Linked DNA regions of Sorghum bicolor: region 2 is linked to region 1. Evidence: chromatin contacts called from public HiCAR-type data. All regions are on one chromosome and are shown on one strand. Each heading gives the region's core, a stretch centred on a gene start, on an enhancer-like site or on the middle of the called end of the contact. The rest is flanking DNA. Distances are from core to core; before and after follow the strand shown.

What was found. HiCAR-type assays count read pairs that join an accessible place to other places.
Region 2: a HiCAR-type map of leaf shows a contact between it and region 1, with 2.3 times the contacts expected there. The contact joins the promoter of LOC8062218 here to the promoter of LOC8062216 in region 1. A contact is called at or near these places in 1 of 4 Hi-C or Micro-C datasets (leaf) and 1 of 1 datasets of contacts at active chromatin or transcription factors (leaf).

Annotation. Positions count from the first base shown.
Region 1 is chr1:12,712,768-12,716,059 of Sorghum_bicolor_NCBIv3, forward strand. It overlaps LOC8062216 (U3 snoRNP-associated protein-like YAOH), which reads left to right and starts at 1,368. Exons shown (of 7, transcript XM_002464134.2): 1 at 1,368-1,946. The coding sequence starts at 1,528. It overlaps LOC8062215 (cationic amino acid transporter 1), which reads left to right. Exons shown (of 2, transcript XM_002464133.2): 2 at 1-340. The coding sequence ends at 109.
Region 2 is chr1:12,759,099-12,762,370 of Sorghum_bicolor_NCBIv3, forward strand. LOC8062218 (kxDL motif-containing protein 1) reads left to right here and starts at 1,544. Exons shown (of 3, transcript XM_002464136.2): 1 at 1,544-1,779. The coding sequence starts at 1,661.

The sequences.
Region 1 (3,292 bases), core at 118-2,617:
GCACGCGTCCTACGACACGGCCAAGGCGCTCGCCGCCGAGTCTGCCATCGCCAAGGTGGAGAACGGCGACGACAAGCCGGCACGAGGCGCCGTCCATAACGGCGTGTAATGAAGGGAGATGTAATCGTGAATATAAAGTGCTACACTATGGTTGTTAGTCGCTGACAGGCGAACATAAGTTTGTACAAATCTTCAGACTTATTCGTGTTGAGTTACTAGGTCCGTACAATGTATATTGGACAATGTATTTTTTTTTCGTCTCCTGGTGACCAGCCGCCGTTGTTGAGACGTAGAGTGTGCTCAAGGTGTGGTTAACCGTTAAGCCTAATGCATTCATTTTCAACAATAATAAGTTGCCTTTCTGTGTAGCTACGTGGAAGCTGCTTTTTGCAAGTGAAGTTGAGCTTCATTTGTACCGTATCCCACCTGACCTCCATCTTTTAGTCATGACTTATGAATTGGCTAACCTCTTTTGTAGTATGTTGATTCTTCTTTCATTTGTACAGCCCAGATAAGTTCATCATTCACACTTTGGTATACAACACAAAAAAGGGATTTGATCGACATATTTGAATATTCGCATTTAGCTGTTTTATATATGAATTTTTGTATCACCAATTCATCAAATTATTTGCCATTTGGCAATATGCCGAAAGATCTATCATCTGCAGGCTCTGAGCCCCCCCGCAAGTACACATGTACTCCCTCCGTCTAGTAATATAATATATCCTCAAACATAATACATTCCCGAGAACAAAAACCAATTTTACATTAAATACTTTTTGTTTATCGACTAATCACCATCAATCACGTTAGAGATAATGCTTGATCAGGAAATAAAATAAAAATACATACATCTTTACGTTTTTTCTTAATTTGTCTTAGAAACCCTAAGATGTACTATATTACAGAATAGAGGGAGTATATCTTTCATAATGCCAAACCGTTCATAGTTACTGGAGTAGCTGTGGAAGAATCTTATTAGGGTTTGGATTGCATCTAATTGTAAGCTGATCCCTCTATCGATGCTGCTTGCTTGCCTTTGGTTGATCAATCGGGATTATTTCACCCATCTGAATTATCTTGTTTGGTCAACTATTGTCGTGTGAATGAGAATTTTTGGATCATCATCTATCCTCATTCCTCAATTCCTCATTCGTTGCTATCCTAAACTTACGGTCGGCCGTCGAGTGTGCCCCCGTTTTCAGTCACAGTAAGAGGGCCCAACAAATGTAGAAAAATATAGGAGCAAATCGACCCAATTTACATTCCGGGAGAAGCTCGGCCCAGACTCTATTCAACCCCATCCGGCCCAAAATTCAGGTTAGCCGCCGCCGACCGGTTAAGCCCTCGTCCGCAACTCCACTCCTGTCTTAAACCCTCGCCTTTCCGCCGCCCGTCGCTTGACTCGCTTCCCCCAAACTCTCGTGCTCACCCCCCGGCGGCGGCGGCGGCGGCGAAACACCGCGTTGCCTTCCACCGAAATCCTAGCGCAAGCGTGAGCGCTCGCTTTCCCCACCAGACACCATGGCGCCGCGCCCCCGCAAGCGGGCCTCGCGCCCCAAGCCCCGCCCGGGCTCCCGACGTGGCGGCGGCGGAGGGGACGACGACCCCTTCTTCGAGTCCGAGCCCAAGCGCCGCCGCGGGGGCCGTGACGAGGACATCGAGAGCGAGGACAGCGACGACGACGGCGGCGTGGCTGCGGTTGGTGGCGGATTTGATGAGGATGGGGACGGGGGCGGCGAGGAGGAGGACGAGGAGACGGTGGGGGAGAAGAAGATGCGTATGGCGAAGGAGTGGCTGCAGAAGGTCACTGAGGTCGCTAAGAGGGGGCAGGAGGATGACGACGAGGACGAGGACGAGTCGGGAGGGAGACGGGTGGCGGAGATCCTGCAGAGGAAGCAGCTCGAGGAGAGCGGCAGGAAGCGGAGGGAGATTGCCGCGAGGTCAGAAACAAATTCCCCTCGAGTTATCTCCAGAATGGTAGTTTGTCAGTTGTACTACGTATCTGTTTATGTGGGAGTTTACTGTATTTACCCGCTCCACTACCATTGAGTAACTCATTTGGGGTTTGCATGTGACCCCAGTTCGTAATTTCACAAATGAAGGAACAGAACCTCTTTTGGTTTAGGGTAGTGATTGGAGTGGAGAGTGCTCTTTAGCTACTGGTTAATTCCCCTTGAAGCAAATTACATTACAACCCTGTCTTGGGGTTGGGAGAGGGGGCTGCAAATCAGTGCTTAGAATAGGAACACCATTTGTTGGCCCAGGGATTAATTAAGGGGGTGTTTAGTTCCCCATAGAATACAAAATGCAAAATGCCAACTACTTTGGAGTGATGAAATGCAAAATGCCAAAATTTTCAGGGTCATGTTTAGAGTTCCATCCAAAATGCAGAATTTATTGCCCTCATAAGAGCATCTTGAGGCTCTTTTTGGGGTTTTTTTGGCCTCTTGAGGCCAAAATCCGAAATGGAGAATGACTACCTTTTTGCCAAAAAATTTGCATGGTGTTTAGTTCCATTATGCAAAATAATGGACCGAAACCCAAGTTTTTTTTGGGGAAAAAGGGGAACTAAACACCCCCTGGCGGCTGTTCGAATTCGATTCCTCCAGCATTCCTTGCTCTGAGGCCCAGCAACTCGAACTTTCCTAAGCAGGGAGGAAAGATAGAATCAAGATCTTTCTTTATTATTGCATTCCTCTAGAACTCGATGAGAAAAGAATAGGTAGAACCCAGTTTCGCACGATTCCGATTCCCAGCCTCTCCTCTGCACTTAATGCTTGTATTTTGAAATTAATTATTTGAAGTGAAAAAAAATAAAACAAGTTGTATTAAAGTTTTCCTACTCCCACAGAAAGTTCTAACATTTTTTGAAGCATATTTTCATTTATATATTTTTCTAATGCAAAAAACAATTTTTTATGTGGACCGGAATCCAGTCTAACAGCCAAACAGTTTCACAAAGTGATTCTGATTCATCTTTTGAAACGTTTCTGGAGAGAATCTGGATCTGAAACGTTTCAAATCTGGAGCCCTACCAAACGAACATTAAGTGTCACTTCTGCATTTATTTATACAACTCCTATACATCAGGCGCCGAGATCTGTGATATTTCAGGTGATGGCACAGCAATGTCGAGTGGTGGCTGGTAGGGGTTAGGTTTTTGGGTTTTCACTTTTCAGGCTACTGGGTGATTTTGGCTTAGAAAGAAGCAGAAACTTGTGGGAGGCAGGTGGACTGGTGAGGCGGGGTGCCGCCAGCCAGCAGTGGGCGGTGGACTTTGAGAGTT
Region 2 (3,272 bases), core at 294-2,793, 47 kb after region 1:
TTAAAAGAAAATCCACATATATTCTGTGTCACCATGGGGTACGTCTCTATAGTATGCTATGATAAGACCACATTCAGTCCCATATATCTTATGCGCGTACCGTAGAGCATCTCCAAGATTACCTCATTTTTTTTCTCCCCAAATCATGTAGTTTTATAACTCATAAAAAGGTATTGTAAGAAAAAAAAAAGGTCATATCCAAGAGTTTAAAAATAAGACAATTTTACATCAGGAATCCTATATTATTTCTAATATCATAATCACTTTTACTCTCTCTCTCTTAAATTTGCATCCGGAAATCTTTTCTACTCTCTATTCTTTCTCACACCCTTCCACCTTCAGAAGACGGTGTGGGGAAGAGCAATACGCGTGACAAAGGTTGCGCACAATTTTACGCACGATACCGGTCTATTTGCCAATTGCCAATAGATGGAAAGGGGATATGAGGTACTTTGGGAGATGAGTTTTTCTCCTTTTTTCCAAAAAATATGGATGAGGAAGGGATATGGAGTACTCCAGGAGATGCTCCTATGTCCTAAAAAGAGTGTCCATTGTTCTTTCCAAATTATAAAGCGTTTTGATTTTTTTAGTTATATTGCTTTTACTATGTCTAGACATAGTGTGTATCTAAGTGTGTATAGTTATGTGTCTAGAAAAATAAAAACATTTTATAATTTTGGAATGAAGGGAATGTCAATCTGGATAAATATTTGTCTAAATCCATATCACATTCATTGATTCCAACGGAATCGTGGCATTGATGCTAATGTACTTTCGCTTCATCATGTTATGCTTAATCAGTTTTAACAGTATCCTGTTTTCTTATGGTAGTGAATTTGATGGAGCCTGTAAACACATAGTTAGATTCCTTATGGTGAAAGCTGTCTACTTGAATTTATTTTCTGGACTATGATACAGTTGCTTATGTTTTTCTAGATCTATTTTAGAATTTAATGACGCTATTTTCAGTAGTAGTGATTTGTCTGTCGACGTGTGCGTTTGTATTTTTCTCAATTTATCATACATGATTTAACTATGTTATTGTTTTAGTTATAACAGACGTGTCCATCCATAGAAACACACCTATGGCGACGATGTCTCAACATAGAGTTTCATGTCTTAGTTTTCAACACATCTAATTTTGGAAACAGTGCAGAAAAGTTTATGGGGATGACTCCCATGAAACTTTTATTATCTCTCACTTTATTAATACGGTATTACGTCAGCATATTTAATGCCCATAAAACTCTGATGAAATCATATTAAGACTAGCTGCCTAGTTGTATTCCGTACTGTAATTCACACACACACACACACAAATGGAAGCAGCCTATTTATTTCCATGGGCCGATCAATGTTTACGATGGGCCACTTTATAAGCCCAGAGGCTGGTTGCCAGACGGACTGAACTCACAGTCCCATCCAGCAACAGAAATCCGTTTTGGCCCAAGTGAAGCGGCACCACGAGGGTCCAGTCCGAGTGTCCAACTGACGCTCGGGCTCCCCAATCCCTCCCACCCGGAAAATTTTCGATCTGTTTTGGCCCAATCGCTCGCAGGTCGCAGCGCTTCGACCCGGACCCCGGAGCGGAGGCCGGAGGGGGAATCCACAGCCGCGGTGCCGCGTTGGGAGCAACAGGGACGGCGGAGGCGGTGAAGCCATGGAGAAGCCGCTACCGGAGCCTGCCCCTTCGGCAGCCGCGGAGGAGGTGGCCGAGCGGTTCAGGTCGCTCGTCGACCCCGATGACATCGCCTCCATCAGGCAGACGCAGCACCTCATGTGAGCTCGCCCACTCCCCCTCCTTCCATCCCCGATTCCGTCGAGCCCTGAATGGTTCAGATGTTCTGATTCATCAGTACTACTGCTGTGGCTTTCAGTTGCTGTGTGCCTAGCGTGCTAATTGAGATATTTTTGGGTATTCCCCTCGACAGATTTTTAGACGGTTCTGGGCCTAGGTTCAGTGCGATATAATTGGCTATTTGCCATTGCAGTTGTTGCCTCCTTGCTTACAATTGCCACTGAGTCTATGAAGAAGTCACCAATCAACCACCTATAGTAAATTAGTAATTTGTTGCTCGATTGCTTCCATGCCTGATGATGATTCATCATCTAAAGAGTGTCCTGACATGTGCTGCCCTTATTACTCTTCGCCTTTTGTTTCTCTGAAAAATATTTCCTAGGTGCTTACTAAAATTTCACATGGATCCATGTATAGAGTTCACAGTTAAACAAATGGTCATTGTGGCGCTTAAACCTGGTTTTCCATTTCTGCATTTGATCAAAGGAATTGAAACTTCTCTGCCATTGAACGGACACCTGTTGCTATTTTGGGTTCATGCATATTCTTAGTCATGTAAAAGGCATATTTGACAATTTAAACTTTTATAGTATCTGTAGTTAGTGAAGCTTGCATTAGTTTAGCTTGCCCTGTTTCTACTAATATTACAAGATGTTCTAAACAGTATTATAGTTCATACATGGCACCTTCCAGTGGTTAAATCATATGAAAATGGAATTGTATTATTTAGAAAATTTTGTTTAATTGAAATTGGTGTGAACAAATGCACTCAATTAGAAGTTCAGTTAAATATTTCAAAATTTGCATTACAGTTACAGACATAATAAGAACAGATTTTAATATTTACATGTGACATATGTATTTGCCAAATATGATAGCATGATGAATTCCATGATCATGTTTCAAAGAAAAAGGAACCTGCCTAGGGTTATGATCCTAAACTTTTATGGTATTACATTTAGTTAAGGTTGCATTAGTTTAGTTTTCCTTCTTATTGTATTAATTACAAGATGTTCTAAACTGTATTATTGTTTAGACATGTATGTTAAAGCCCTTCACTTGTATGACTATCTTTACTAGAACTAGAAGTAAGATGATCCTATCAAATCCCAAACTAGTATTTGCTTTAACTGACAAAAGCTTACAGAGGAAAAGCTATGTGTGCTATTAACGACTAATGATGACTTAAGAAGGTATGCCTTGTCTTGTGCTGGCATATCAGAATCCAACTTAATTATGGATGGAACTTGACTTCCAAACTAGATGTGCATTCTGTGAAAGGTTTTGTTGATATCAGGTTGTCAGAATCTGTTTAGAAATTCTGGGAATCCTATCTAATAATTAAGAGAGCAATTTGATCTACAAGTTCATGTTATCACTTGATATACTTTTTAGGATTTTATCTTAAGAAAACTTGAATTTTTCCAATGATTCACTGAGCAGAGTACCGTTTGTTAGTAGTCAATACCTGCAA